Regions from separate parts of the Gasterosteus aculeatus genome. Here region 1 is linked to region 2. The links are chromatin contacts, called in public Hi-C maps. All regions are on one chromosome and are shown on one strand. Each heading gives the region's core, a stretch centred on a gene start, on an enhancer-like site or on the middle of the called end of the contact. The rest is flanking DNA. Distances are from core to core; before and after follow the strand shown.

Region 1 (6,197 bases), core at 2,594-5,093, 40 kb before region 2:
GGGAGGACGTGTGCAGCCCCAACATCAACATCGGCGTCCTGCTCATCGAATTCTTCGAGCTCTACGGCCGCCACTTCAACTACCTGAAAACGGGCATCAGGATAAAAGACGGAGGCTGCTACGTTGCCAAAGACGACGTTCAGAGGAACATGGACGGATACAGGCCCTCCATGCTCTACATCGAGGACCCGCTGCAGCCGGGTACGAGCGGCGAACTCAAAAGGGCTGAAGGGAACGACTTGTGTGCGGCGCGTTGTCGGGTTCCGGTTGTTTACCGTCTCCTTTGCCTCCGCCAGATAACGACGTCGGTCGGAGTTCATACGGCGCCATGCAGGTGAAGCAGGCCTTTGACTACGCCTACGTGGTGCTCAGCCACGCCGTGTCACCCATCGCCAAGTACTATCCCAACAACGAGGCGGAGAGGTGAGATCGGGATCAGAGGCCGATGCCGCACGGCATCATGGAGAGCCACTTTATTGTTGAGATTTCTGTACCTGTATATGCATTTAAGTGCCATACCCTTTTGTGTCTATCCCATCGTAGCGTGCTCGGCCGAATAATCCGGGTAACCCAGGAAGTGGACGAGTACAGGGAATGGATCAAGAAGAACTGGGGGAGTCAGAACGACGTGCCACTCAACAGTACGTTAAGTCTTTTGTATGATTTCATTCGTAGAATATTTGAATTCCTATTGAAACTACATTCTGACTCTTGGAAGGGTGAACAGAAGGGTACAGATCTGTGTTTCCTCGTCACTTCCATCTCCCGTCAGTTTGACTTTGCACACAGTTGACTTCCGTGTCTCTTTCCACAGGAAATGACGTCACGCTGTTTGAGTCCCAGCAGCTTGATGAGCGCAACAACAACGTTCCAGACGACGACGACGACGATGACGTAGTAGTTCTACCGTCTGCCCCCCGCAGCAAAACCTCCTCCAATTCCTCCTCTCCGTCGCCCTCATTGCGCTCCTCCTCCTCTCCACTGTCGCCTTCCTCCACAACCACAACCTCCTGCTCCAGCGACGCGGTCAGTCAGCCATGCACACACAGCCGCGTGAAAAACACTGTGGCGACGATCCGATCTGTGACCTTTTTGTTTTGCTGCTTTCCTCAGGACTCTGATGGCACGCCGTGTAAGACGGCTAAGCAGCAGCAGCAGCAGCGGCAGTCCGGCCGGGGCTCCAGCGGCCACAGAGAAAAGTCCACCGTTGCCAATAACAACCGAACACAGAGCCAGGCGAACAGCACTCCGTCTGGAAGCAACAAGGGTGGCAAGGTTAGAACAAGCGTTACTTTTTTATCCCTGAATAACCCATCCACCACGTGTGTAAGATGAAGCGCAAATTGGATGACGCAACAGCGAGGCGGGACATTGTGCGGACTGAATTTTTAAATTTATTTTCTGTCCCGCGTGTCCTCTCGACCAGGCCAGGACGTCTCGTGCCAACCATAAGAGCGGCCACCCGGGGCAGCAGAGCTCCACCCCTAGCACCAAAGCGAGCAACAAGCCGCACCACCCGGGCAACAGCAAGAAGAGGAAAAATGTGCGAGACTCTACACAGGAGGACCTCTGCAGATAGGGGTGACTTTGCCTCCCCCTCTTTCCCCCCACCCTGGTGCCCCCCCGTCTCTCTCTTCCCGTCCTCGTCTGCAACTGATTGACTGTGCTGCCGGGACTCCAGCCTCGGGAGGTTGATAAAAGAGGCTTCTAAGAAAAAACATCCACAGTATCTGTCTCGCTGTCGAAGCTTTTCGGGGTGACAAAGCAACGATTTCTTGCGGGACAAAAAAAAAAGAACAAAAAAAGAATTGTTATAGGAAATTAGGTTTAATTTCTTGAACTTTGAACTGAAATCACAATGGCTCTCACGGAGCTCATTTGCTTCTCAACGGCTTCTTTTACGGAGGGGTGTTCCTTCTTGCAGCCAGCATCTACACAACATGCCTCTTGCGCCTCCTGCTGTTCAGGAATAGACATGGCCGGGATCTGGAATCGACTGCAGCAGCAATACCTGGAAAATAGGATGAGAAATTTTATCCCCCAAAAAAAGAAGAAAAAGACAAAATCGAAAAATGTTGATCTGCAGACAAACATGTACACAGATTTTCTTAAGATGGTAACATACAAATGCAATCAGTAAGAGTGGGACATAACTTATGCATGGGATTTTGTTGTTGTTGTTGGGTGATTCCTTTTTTCTGTTGGTTTAATCTGTTTTGATATGTCTCAACAGGTTATACAAAGATTTGTACAAAAAAAACACATAAGCAAAAAAAAGTTTAAAAAAAAAGATAAGTAAAAAGAAAATGTTTTCATATGACCTTTTTACAAGATATGCCGATCGAAGACATGTAAACGTGCACATCGTGTGCCCTCAGCTTTTCTTGGCCTAAGCCAAGAGCTGGTCCGGGGGTCCCATTGCCAACATAATCATCAGCATCTACTTTTACTTCCGGTTGCTCTCTGTGTGCGCCACAGTGTTAACGTCTAGCCTCCAGCGAGCCCTAATAGACGACTGGATGGAGTCTAATCCCACCCAGCTCAATAGCACAGCCACACCAGTTTAGGGACTTTAGGAGGTTTAAATTAATACGGGGAGGTTGGGGAAGGGGGGGCTTATTGGTTTTATCGAGAAATCCTACACTTGAAAAAGAAATGTGTTAACAATACAACTGTGGGTGATGATCAGTTACTTTGGTAATTTACCCACTGCAAAATAATTTGTATTTGTTAAATGTATTTATTTTTTTATTAATTATGAGCATAATATGGATACATATAAAATTAACATTAGAGCCCATATCTTTGAGTCCTATATTTGAAGCTGCATATATTGCGAGAAGGGTCTGGTGCAAACAGTTATTTTCAGGTACAGTACAATTATCACCTTGTGTTATTTCATTGGGTTGTTTTTTTTTTTGTTTTTTTTCAGTGACCGTTGAGTGACCAAGTTACTTTGAGACCATTTTACAAGTCCTACAGTGCGAAATTGTTTTAATATGTGGCTGGTCTCCTTACCTTAAAAGGGAGCTGAATTTTTTTTTTTATTGTTTTATAAACTCATAGAAACAAACACTTGTTAAATATGTCAACCTCCCCTCTATCGTTGCAGTACAACCACTAACCGCTAGATGGAGTCATTGCTCTCAGTCCGAACCCACAGAGTTTGGGCTTGAATATACTGCATTTGGAAGTTTCATCTCTGCGATGTTTTTGTCATCGATCATTCCGAAATTTGGACTTGATGAGCAGCTACACATAGAAGTAAAAAAAACAACAAAAAACCTTTCGAGTGCTTGCTCGAGAGAGACCCACACCAAAGCACACCACAATCCTCTCTACTACAATACAAAGTAGCCAGCAATAACCACCATCTTTCCTGATCGCTCTTATTTCCCCACATTGAGGCCCGCAGCCACGGACCGACCCGCTGACCTCTGAGCGCCCTCAGTCTTCCGTGCGAGGACGGCGAAAGCACACCTGATGAAGTCCACGCACTAACTGAAGGCCGAGTACACCTGACGCCCCGCTTCTCCCCCCTCTAAGCGTCACAGTTCGCAGGTTGTAAATGCAGTTTGTGACCGCGGGTCTTTGTGGTAGACGGAGGAAGGTAAAAAAAAAAAAACCGTGCCATTTGAATGTCCACTGACCATCTCTGTTAACTGCGGGGGGGCTTCAGACCCTTCGACCCCTCACTGTACCCACCGGAAAAACGTTGTTTATCTGCAGCTGCTACAAGTCATGCAATAAAAAAAAAGCTGTACCATTAAACTGCGGCTGGAGTCGTTCTGGTTGAATGGAAGCTGTGCGTGTGGAAAGTGTTGCAGGGAAATAAAAGGGGACGGGGAGGCGGGGGAGTGGGAGGGGCTTCTTCACCCGGAGCGGCAGCAGCGGCAGCGCGCGGACCTCAGCACGCGCTCCTTGTCTGTACCTACCGGTGCTTTTTATGCAGATTCGTTTTTTTTGTTTTTGTTTTTCCACGGGACGTTTAATCTCTCAGGTAAGCACTACAACTTTGTTTAACGGGAAGGAAAGGTCGCCCGCTTATGGCTTGGAAGATGAAACCCAAAACGCTGAAGGAAATTAATTGTTGCTTCGCTTATAACAAAAAGAAAAGACGGGTTTGTCTGCCCAGCGGTTTTTACCGCTGTCAAGAAATTTCGTTTTTTTTTTCCTGCTGTGTGCCTTTTGGATTTCGGAGTAAAAAAAGAAAATCCACAGTTGTCCTTTTACCCGGCTGCTCTCAGTCCACTTCAAAGTTCATCAGTGGCTTTTCAATCGTCTCAACTCGATTTGACTTGACTCCGTGTGACGTTATTTCATGATTTGACGAGACTAAACTAGCTTCTACCTGATTGAGCAGAACAAAAACACGTGAAAGAACGTTGGTGTTCATTGCATCCATTCTGAGATGCGGTGCGTTTACACGCTGCCTCTGCAGTGAAAACCACATACACACAAATACAACTAGAAGTCATGTTTCTCGTTGGGTCTTTTGTCAGAGAATTGCTCTGAGCCAAACTCTCTCATATATATATATATATATATATATATATATATATATATATATATATATATTTATTAAACTATGACAGCAATGCCAAAGTGCTGCTCTGCGTGTCTGTCTAAAAAGCCAAATGTAACTTGTTAATCTCGATCATATCTTCCTGGAACATCATGCTCATGGACTTAGCAGGACTAGAACCTCCCAGAGTGTGTCTACCTTCTCGTTTTGGAGGCAGTGTGGTTGTCAAAAGTAACCACAAGAGACTATACATTTTGAACAATAGAAATGGTCCTTCTTGCAGCTGGCACACCGCTGGACATCTTGCCACTGACCTCTGAGACGTATCGTGAAAACAATCAAGCACAGCGTGGCTTTAGTCTGTCACTCCACACTAAAACACGCTTGAATATAATCATCTTTTGCTCACAGCGCTGAATATTTTCTCTCGGTTACCAACAATATTCCTTTGGACTGCTGTCTGTTGGATCGGGTGATTAACGTCTGTTTGGCACAGTGGCCTTTGAGAGTTTTATGGCGGTGCACATGTCATCGTCGGTTTATCTGGTTGTTGTGGAGCACCGGAGTAGAGATTATAATGGACGGAGTTAGCTGAGCAACCGTGACTTCACCAAAATGCTGAGAGGTTACAGTTTCTGGTTGATCTAATGCAAATCGATGGATTACACCACAGATTGTTGCACCTCTGATGTGGTATCGCCACGGGGGATAATATGTCGGCTAAATATTATTACCGGTCAGTGTGTGCATTTAACTCCTGTTCAAACAGCAATTCTCACATTCAAATCCCTCGCCTGGAACTTTTCACTAAATGAGCCGTGCAGTGGACTCTCCCCCTCGGGTAGTTCAAACACGGGATGGAAGGAGGCCGGGAGCTTTCTCCCGGTGGGGACCAGCGATTCCATCGCTGCACAAAGTGCCCTTTCCTCACTAGAAAATGCGCCTCTGACAACTAAAAGCTGTTTGCTGGAGTTTAATGGCCAAAGGACTGAACTCCTCGTTTGGAGTTTGCAAACAAAAAGGACTATAATGCGTGTTTACACCTGCAGCTACAACACCAGCGCACGTAAAGATGCCCAATGTGTCCACAGTGTCGTCATCTTCATAGGGATGACTGCCACGGCGTGTGTTTCTGGGTGTGTGTGCGGCCTTCATCGTTTGGATGATTGCATCACTAATCCCTTTGTCAGTCCTGCCCTACTAACTGGAGGTGGCTCATCGGGCCAGTAGCTGGTTCTCTGTCATGTGGACCGAGCTCCGTCATTTTCTTTTGTTTTCCAGACGGCAGCAAACGTGGATTATTGTTCTCTCTCTCAAAAAAAAAAAGTCAAATATAAAATGCAGCATGTCTAAGCAGCTTCTGCGAACCGGTTGCAGAAAAGCGTGTGTGTGTGAGAAATGGACTCAAATAGTAACACAACATGGTTTGTCAGAAATATCTGGAATACAAAAAATGACAAATGCATGGGGTTATAAAGCAGGCGGGAGATCAAAGCGGAGCTCTGCTTTTGAGCTCCGGTGCTCATTTGTTTGGAGTATAAGAGGCCGGGGTTAAATTCCTGGTCATGGGTCAGCTGGCCGACGCCATGCGCCCTTCCACAGTGAAGCTGTCATCAGGATTGTGACACACAGGTTGCCATTTGCCAATCGGCGTGCAATTAACCATTGTGAC
Region 2 (6,603 bases), core at 1,467-3,966:
AAAACAATGGATTCTGTTGGGGTCAGAATGTGAAACCCATCTGGATTTCCTGTTTTCAGAGCGGATGGACACACTGCTCTGTTACTGTGTAATGAGCAGGACTTATGTGAGGCGGACTCAATAACAGAAGCAGGCTGTACAGAGGACAAACGTAAATACACATAAAAACTCTCCGGGACGTCGTCACATCATCAGCAGAAGTAGTTTCACTCTCTGACCAATTAAAAGTGACCGGATCCACACATTTGCTCTTCGTGTGATCTTGGATCCGGCGGTGTAGTGTTTTGATTTTACTTGTATGACAAGATAGCCGCTGAAAAGTACACAATGTGCTGTATGTACGTCCTGTCGTCGGAGTCAATATTCTGCTTGTCTGCATAAGTGCTGCGATGAGGGAGACGTCTGGACTCTGCCCGGGTGTGAAGTCTCTGAAACTCTATTCATCTCGTGGCCTTACCTTTTAAAACTGTCACTTTGTTTGTAATTGCAGTTAGATAATAACTATAAATACGTTATGGCCTTTATGTGAACAAATGTGACGTTGAGTTTTGTACAGCTACAGAATGTAATAAATGTTTTCCTATGTCTGCAGTTTGTCACAAGATGTTTACCAAGAGCCGAGGTTTATATAAAAAAAGAGGTTTAATGACTGAAATGCTTACAAAGGTCACACAAAAAGCACCGTTCATACAAAAAAACTTAACTTATGAAACTGTAAAGGTGGTAAGATATTTCATCATACAGTGATGACTGGAGCTGGATCTTGACACCCGGACGAGGACTCCATGGGTTCAGCCGCCTCCTGGACTGTAAACATTGAAATGTATATTGGATGCCGAGTTCTCGTTGACACTGCTGTATTTGTACGGTTAAGTTCACATTTTACTACTAAAAATAAATGTTATTCAGTGGCAGAGGATGTCCTCCGATCTTTTAGTAAAAGTACAGAGATCACCAAGATTAGTCGATTGATTGCACCGTTTGTTTAAATCTGATTAGTTCTCAGAGCTCAAAGGGAAACCTTATCAACGCTTGGTATGTCCAGCAAGATAACATTAAAAAGGAAATGGAAGTAGTTGGCTCTATCTCCAGCAGCAGCGTATTATTAAGGGGAATTCTTCAGCAATGTGCTATAAAAGTAGATACCAGGTACAGGTCGGTATTTACCTGTGGTGAGGTCAATGAAGGGCCCCGGGGGCTCTGGAGGAGCAGCGATGCCCATTGCCTTCCTGATGCCATAGACACTGCTGACGTCACACGGGGCCACCTGACCCGTCAACTCGGCCAAGTTCCCAGTCACCTTCTCCGCTGCAGACACAGGAGGAGCCCAAAGGAAAACGTCACCGAGACATTCGCTCCGGTTTAAGTCTCTATTTCACAGTGTGTTATTTGCACAGGAAGCTCTGTGTTGTGTTTAAGCACCGAACATTATAAGAAGATTGACACCATTCTTTATGTCTGCACAAGAGATATGAATCTACCACCAGCTGCTGTTAGCATAGCTTAGCATAACGCCTGGAACCAGGGGGCGGGAGGTGGGGGGCTCTTACCCAGCTCCAGCTCCTTGGCGGTTGGTGCCAGCAAGCAGATCATGTTGGGGGCCTGCTTAGCGCTCAGCCGCTCCTTCTGTGCCTCCTGCAAGTCCCGCAGGAGCTTTGTCGTCTCGTCCAATTTCCTCTGGAAGAGCAGGGCCTCTGTGACAGATCGGGGGGAGGGGGAGGGGGGGTCCACAAACATACCGTTAGTGCTTCCTCCGGTTACCTCGCGGTAGCTTCAGAGTTCCTTGGTTGAACACAAAACATCTATTCTTCCTGTGTCCCAATGTGGACCTGCCCGTCTCGAGTCCACGAGGGGGGGGAGGGCACAAACTTTAGCGGGTCGTTGGTCAGCTTTGAGAGGATGCATAATGGAATACGAAATGGGCTCGTCGAACTGCCTGAGGTGAAGGCTGCTTTCTTTTTTTCCATTGACCTCATTGGCAAAAGGCTTTGTTCCCATGTTCCTCTGAACGCGCATTAGGCAGGTTCACAACTCTGTGTCCTGCTTGACAGATCATCACATGTGTGATCTGTCACGAGGCAAGTTCTTGCAGTTACAGATTCATTATAAATACGACGCACCAAAAGAACAGTTTCCTGGTTTTCATTGTGATTCTTAAAAAGCTACGAGCCATTTGTTGTGTGCAAATGTCAAGATTTACCCGATTGTTCCAAACCATATCTCATTTAATTCTTAACTGAAGTTTTGAACTGTTGCCTGGGCAAAACTGTGAACTAGATATTTTCTGTGTAAATGGTTAGTACACAAATCTGCTAAATGTTAAATTGTTTAACCTGGAAGACACCCCAACGTAGAATAAAGACCAGTCTGAAAATGAATATCTGTCAGTTGCAGCATAGAGAAAGACGTTTTACCCCCAGAGAGCTCCTCAGCCGTCTGCGGTCTCGCAGCACAGAGCAGGAGGTCGAGCCTGTTGCAGCTGGACGCTTCAGGCTTCGCTACCTACGAGAGACAGGGGGGGGGGGGGGGGGAGACGTGTTTAGTCAGGAAGGAGGAAAGGATTCCACACTAGACGGCCGACGCTTCAAGGGAACACGTTGGCCTTTTGGAGCCTCTTTAGTCGCGCTGCTTCTTCGCTGCACTTAAATCAAACCTAATGAAAAAGCTGCGGATAAACCCCCCCCGCCAGCGCAGGGGGATGAGAGTTGTGCTGGAGAGCGGCCAAGAGCAGCAAACAGCCAGGACAGAGGCCCGCTGTGTGCCTGTACTCTGCTTTCCTCCTCTGCTCTGAGGAGCGATTCAGCCGCGCAGCCAGCGGGCACAGTAAGAAAACACGGGCCTCTCCAAATTCTTTGACAGCGGGCCTTGCGTGAGTAGCACCGCTGTGTTTTGAGGGGGGGGAGGAGGGGCGGCGTTCTTTCCATGTGTGGATGGCGCACAGCTGAAGGCTGGCCCCTGCGATGTTGACACAGCTGGTTTGACGTAGCATCAGTCTGCAGAGGCCATCGTGATAACAAGATGAAACAGAGTATTGTGGGTAACGCGCGCTGCTCCTCCGGACATCCCGTCCAGCGAGGACGATGGTGGATGTTTATCTCCGTGAACTTGATGCTTATTTCCACCCACTCGCTGCTTATCACTCGGGGAGGGGGGGGGGGGGGGGAGAGGTGTTGATCCAGGTGTCGACTCTCACCTCCATGTCATCCGAGTCCTCTCGTGTATTCGTGTCCTCCTCCACCTGCTGGAAAACCAGAGCACAACTCGTTCGGTCAATTGATACCCCTGAATTCCCGTCCTCTTAACTCCAGAGATAAAGAAAGCCAGCCATCAGTTTGAGGGACCACATGAGGCGCTTACCGGTTCAGCTTCCTTCAGGCCTTTTGAATGCTCGCCGTTCGTCAGTGCATCCAGGACGTTGTCCGCCAGTTTGTACATGTACTCGTCCGATTTGGCGAGGAACTTTGATAAGCTGCCAAACACACAGAGAAAAACATGTACGGCTGTTGCTTCAGAGGTCAAAAACAGTCTTAGCCGAGAGCTACAAGAAGTCGACTGATCCTCCGCCTGCACACTGGCAGGACGGCTGCATACAGCACAGAAAGCTGAGCTTCCTCCAGAGTGAGAAATAAATAAGAGGATTCCGGAAAGTAACCCGCAAGGAATGTGTCGGGGTTGGCGTTCAGTGAGAATGCCTCGGAGCTGGAGCGTGCTCGCCGTGGTGCTGCTGCTGCGCGTACCTGTCGGAGCCCGAGGACTCGGACTCGTCGCCGTAGAGCGAGTAGACGAGGTCGGAGTCCTCCTTGCCGACGTTGGCGAAGCTGGAGTCGTAGGTGGGCGCGTAGGAGGTGAACGGCCCGTAGTTGACGTAGGACACTGCGGAGAGGGTTGCTCGTTATCTCCTCGGTCGGGTTCTAGGGGTCTGAAATCAGCCGTGAGCAGTTACAGAAGTATTACCTGGAGTGATCCTGTTCCGTTTATCCTCCCGGAAGCCCTGCAGGCTGTTCACGCCGCTCTGCAGCCGATTGGACATCATGCCCAGTTTCACAGGACAGTAACCGGCCTCTGTAACAGAGAACACCCAGACATCTTACCAACTAAGCATCTGAAAAACATGTCCAAGTTGATGTCTACGGATCGCTTTTTTTGTCCACACATTGGGACATTGTTTGCACTCAATCGTGAGTCAAGATGGACCCACCTCCTGCTGATGGATCTGCCGGGTTGAGAACTGCCATAGTGGTGGAGCCATCAGGCTTTTGCCTTGCAAACTGCAACTAAACAAAGACATGACAGGGCTCAATGGCAGAAAACACCTTTAAAAAAACACTTTCAGGAAAAGATTTTATGTGGTTGAACTTTTGTCGGGCATTAGACAAATCTTTGAACCATCACTAACCAACCACCATGACCAGAACGTCTGAAAAAACAATGTCCCAGTAGGCTGATAGAGAAGTATGAATATTATCTTGACTGGGGGCTCTAACGTTGGCTACTTTTCTTAATGTCGTTATTTTGTAAGAAGTGGATTTGGGATTTTTTTATAAACCTGCTTCCTCACATCGCACTGCAGCACTCGGTTGGACAGCTTTCCTCCAGACTCCGCGATGACCTTGCGTATTTCCTGAAGCTCTTTCTCTACTTTGGCCGCCTCGTCCTTGGAGTCCTTTTCCTGTCTGCAAATGAAGGACTTGAATTGAAAGACGAGACAGCTGAGACACGTTGCGCCTGAATGAAAAGGTTTTTACTGCTGCAAAAAGAAAAATGAAGAAAAAAAAAAAACATTCACACTGCAGCAAAATACTGCGGGAACAAAATCTGTGCAAGTGCGTCTGTTAATTAAACGCCTACATTCTGCTTTCATTCCTCAGACAATACAGCAGGAAGCGCTTTGCTGACGGACGTCATTAACATTTGAAACTAAATGTAACCTGCTGTAATACTGATGGTAAAGCGTGGATACATTAAAAAGCACACACCGGCCTTAAATGCAATGGTGCGGTTTCAGCACTGGGCACAAAAACACACATTTGAAAGATGCAACGCCTAGAGAGAGAACGAGACCCAGCAAGCTGAGAGGCATTCTTCACATTCTCAACCTCCAGCGGTGAAAAGAAGTCATTTCCCTTAAGATGCAAATCAGATACAAAACCAACTGCGTTCAGTTCAGACGACGGGTTCCATGAGATCAAAAAACCTGTATTGACACGTTTCCTAGTGTCTCCTGTTGTAGCGCCATCCAACCCCCCCGTTCCCCCCACCCTCCCGTAAAACGGATTTCAGCTTGAAAAGGACAGCTGAAAGTTGTAGTTTGAGGCAGTTTAAGAGATAATTGCGTCATCCAGCTTAAGTCAACTTCAAAAGAGGCTAAAATATCAACATTCAGGGGATTCAAGTAGTGAACCAATGAATATAATTTCTCCCTCGTGTTGAACTTGGGCCACTCCTAGCTTAGGAGCAGCTAAGCCAAAGTGGCATATACTGTGACTTTAACAAACATGAATTTAAAGGACCTGGGTGTGCTGGGTGTCTGGGATCGCTCGCTGGCGCCTGTGGTCGAGGCTCCTTCTCCTTTCTGGTCCAGGCCGGTGCCCCCGTGCTCCTCAGCCTTTCCCGGCAGCGTGGCCGAAGGGTCGAGGCCAGACATGAAGTCTATGCTCTGCTTCAGGCTCTCCAGTCTTTCCTGTTGGATAGACATCTTCAAATTTCGATTTTTTTTTTGCTCCCATGGGATCAGATGAGAGAATGGCTGGATAAACCTGTTGGTTGTACTACTGCTACAACTGGAGGTGATCTGCTGCCCCCATCTGGTGCTTTATAGAAACAGCAATGTAGCTTAACTTAGTCACTGCAGCAACTATCAAAGAAATCTTCCTGTGTGGACGATGGTTTAAATGTGTGGTGCAGTAGACACCATCTGGGTTTAGAGAAGTAGAGAACTCTTCTTTTTACTTTGAGACTTTCACTGTCACTGTCACTTTCCCCACAGATAATAAGGTAAACTAATCATGACTCTAAACTAACAAGAGTTTGAAAACACTTCAAGCATCAAACCAAGAAGGTACTGTAAAACAAGATTATTCTTGTTTTTTATAACGCAACCTGTCGACAACTTCACTGTATGTAATGGTCTGAATGACCAACAAGTTTCATACCTGGTTCAAGATCTTCATTCCGGAGTGTAACAGTTTCCTTGCTGCTTTGTGGTAAATCGTCTCAGGTTTGTTGTAAATCATGGCGTTTTCGCACATAGTCCTGAAATCGCCCTGCATCAACGCACAACATGTCAAGCACGCAACAAAAAGACACCTCCTGTGAATGACATTGCATTGAAGAGTGTATTACCCTCAACACAACAAACATTAGGCATTGGCCCACGCTAGTGGTTACAAGGGAAAACATTGAACTACTTTTTGGTAATTTACTTTTAAAATCTGCACAGATTCTCTTAGTTTGACACTGATCCAACGTGATCAATATCTCCCACGTGAAAGCTGTTTTAAGGCATTTTTTTGGCCTTTAAAATCGGTTATCTGCCTACAGCCAGCCCAGATCCACAAGTCCCGCTAAACAAAATGTTAAATTCATATAAGTATCTTACACTTT

The links. A called contact is a pair of places that touch in the nucleus more often than the background predicts.
Region 1: a contact with region 2 is called in a Hi-C map of tail fin, with 3 times the contacts expected there. The contact joins the promoter of adcy7 here to the enhancer-like site in region 2. A contact is called at or near these places in 3 of 6 Hi-C or Micro-C datasets (skeletal muscle, tail fin and whole body).

Annotation. Positions count from the first base shown.
Region 1 is chr12:19,602,986-19,609,182 of fGasAcu3.hap1.1, reverse strand. adcy7 (adenylate cyclase 7) reads left to right here and starts at 3,843. Exons shown (of 26, transcript XM_040167152.2): 1 at 3,843-4,000. tent4b (terminal nucleotidyltransferase 4B) reads left to right here. Exons shown (of 12, transcript XM_040167166.2): 7 at 1-201; 8 at 297-423; 9 at 544-641; 10 at 815-1,026; 11 at 1,114-1,275; 12 at 1,427-3,771. The coding sequence ends at 1,579.
Region 2 is chr12:19,561,319-19,567,921 of fGasAcu3.hap1.1, reverse strand. It overlaps brd7 (bromodomain containing 7), which reads right to left. Exons shown (of 17, transcript XM_078085558.1): 6 at 6,153-6,263; 7 at 5,511-5,680; 8 at 4,547-4,673; 9 at 4,199-4,274; 10 at 3,955-4,062; 11 at 3,738-3,873; 12 at 3,358-3,469; 13 at 3,194-3,241; 14 at 2,415-2,502; 15 at 1,551-1,694; 16 at 1,168-1,308; 17 at 624-807. The coding sequence ends at 737. It overlaps adcy7 (adenylate cyclase 7), which reads left to right. Exons shown (of 26, transcript XM_040167152.2): 26 at 1-914. Among protein-coding and RNA genes, the nearest start is that of LOC120811638, 4.8 kb to the right of the region's middle. Within about 2 kb of position 2,716, at least 5 of the 9 cell types and tissues checked have open chromatin away from gene starts, as enhancers often do.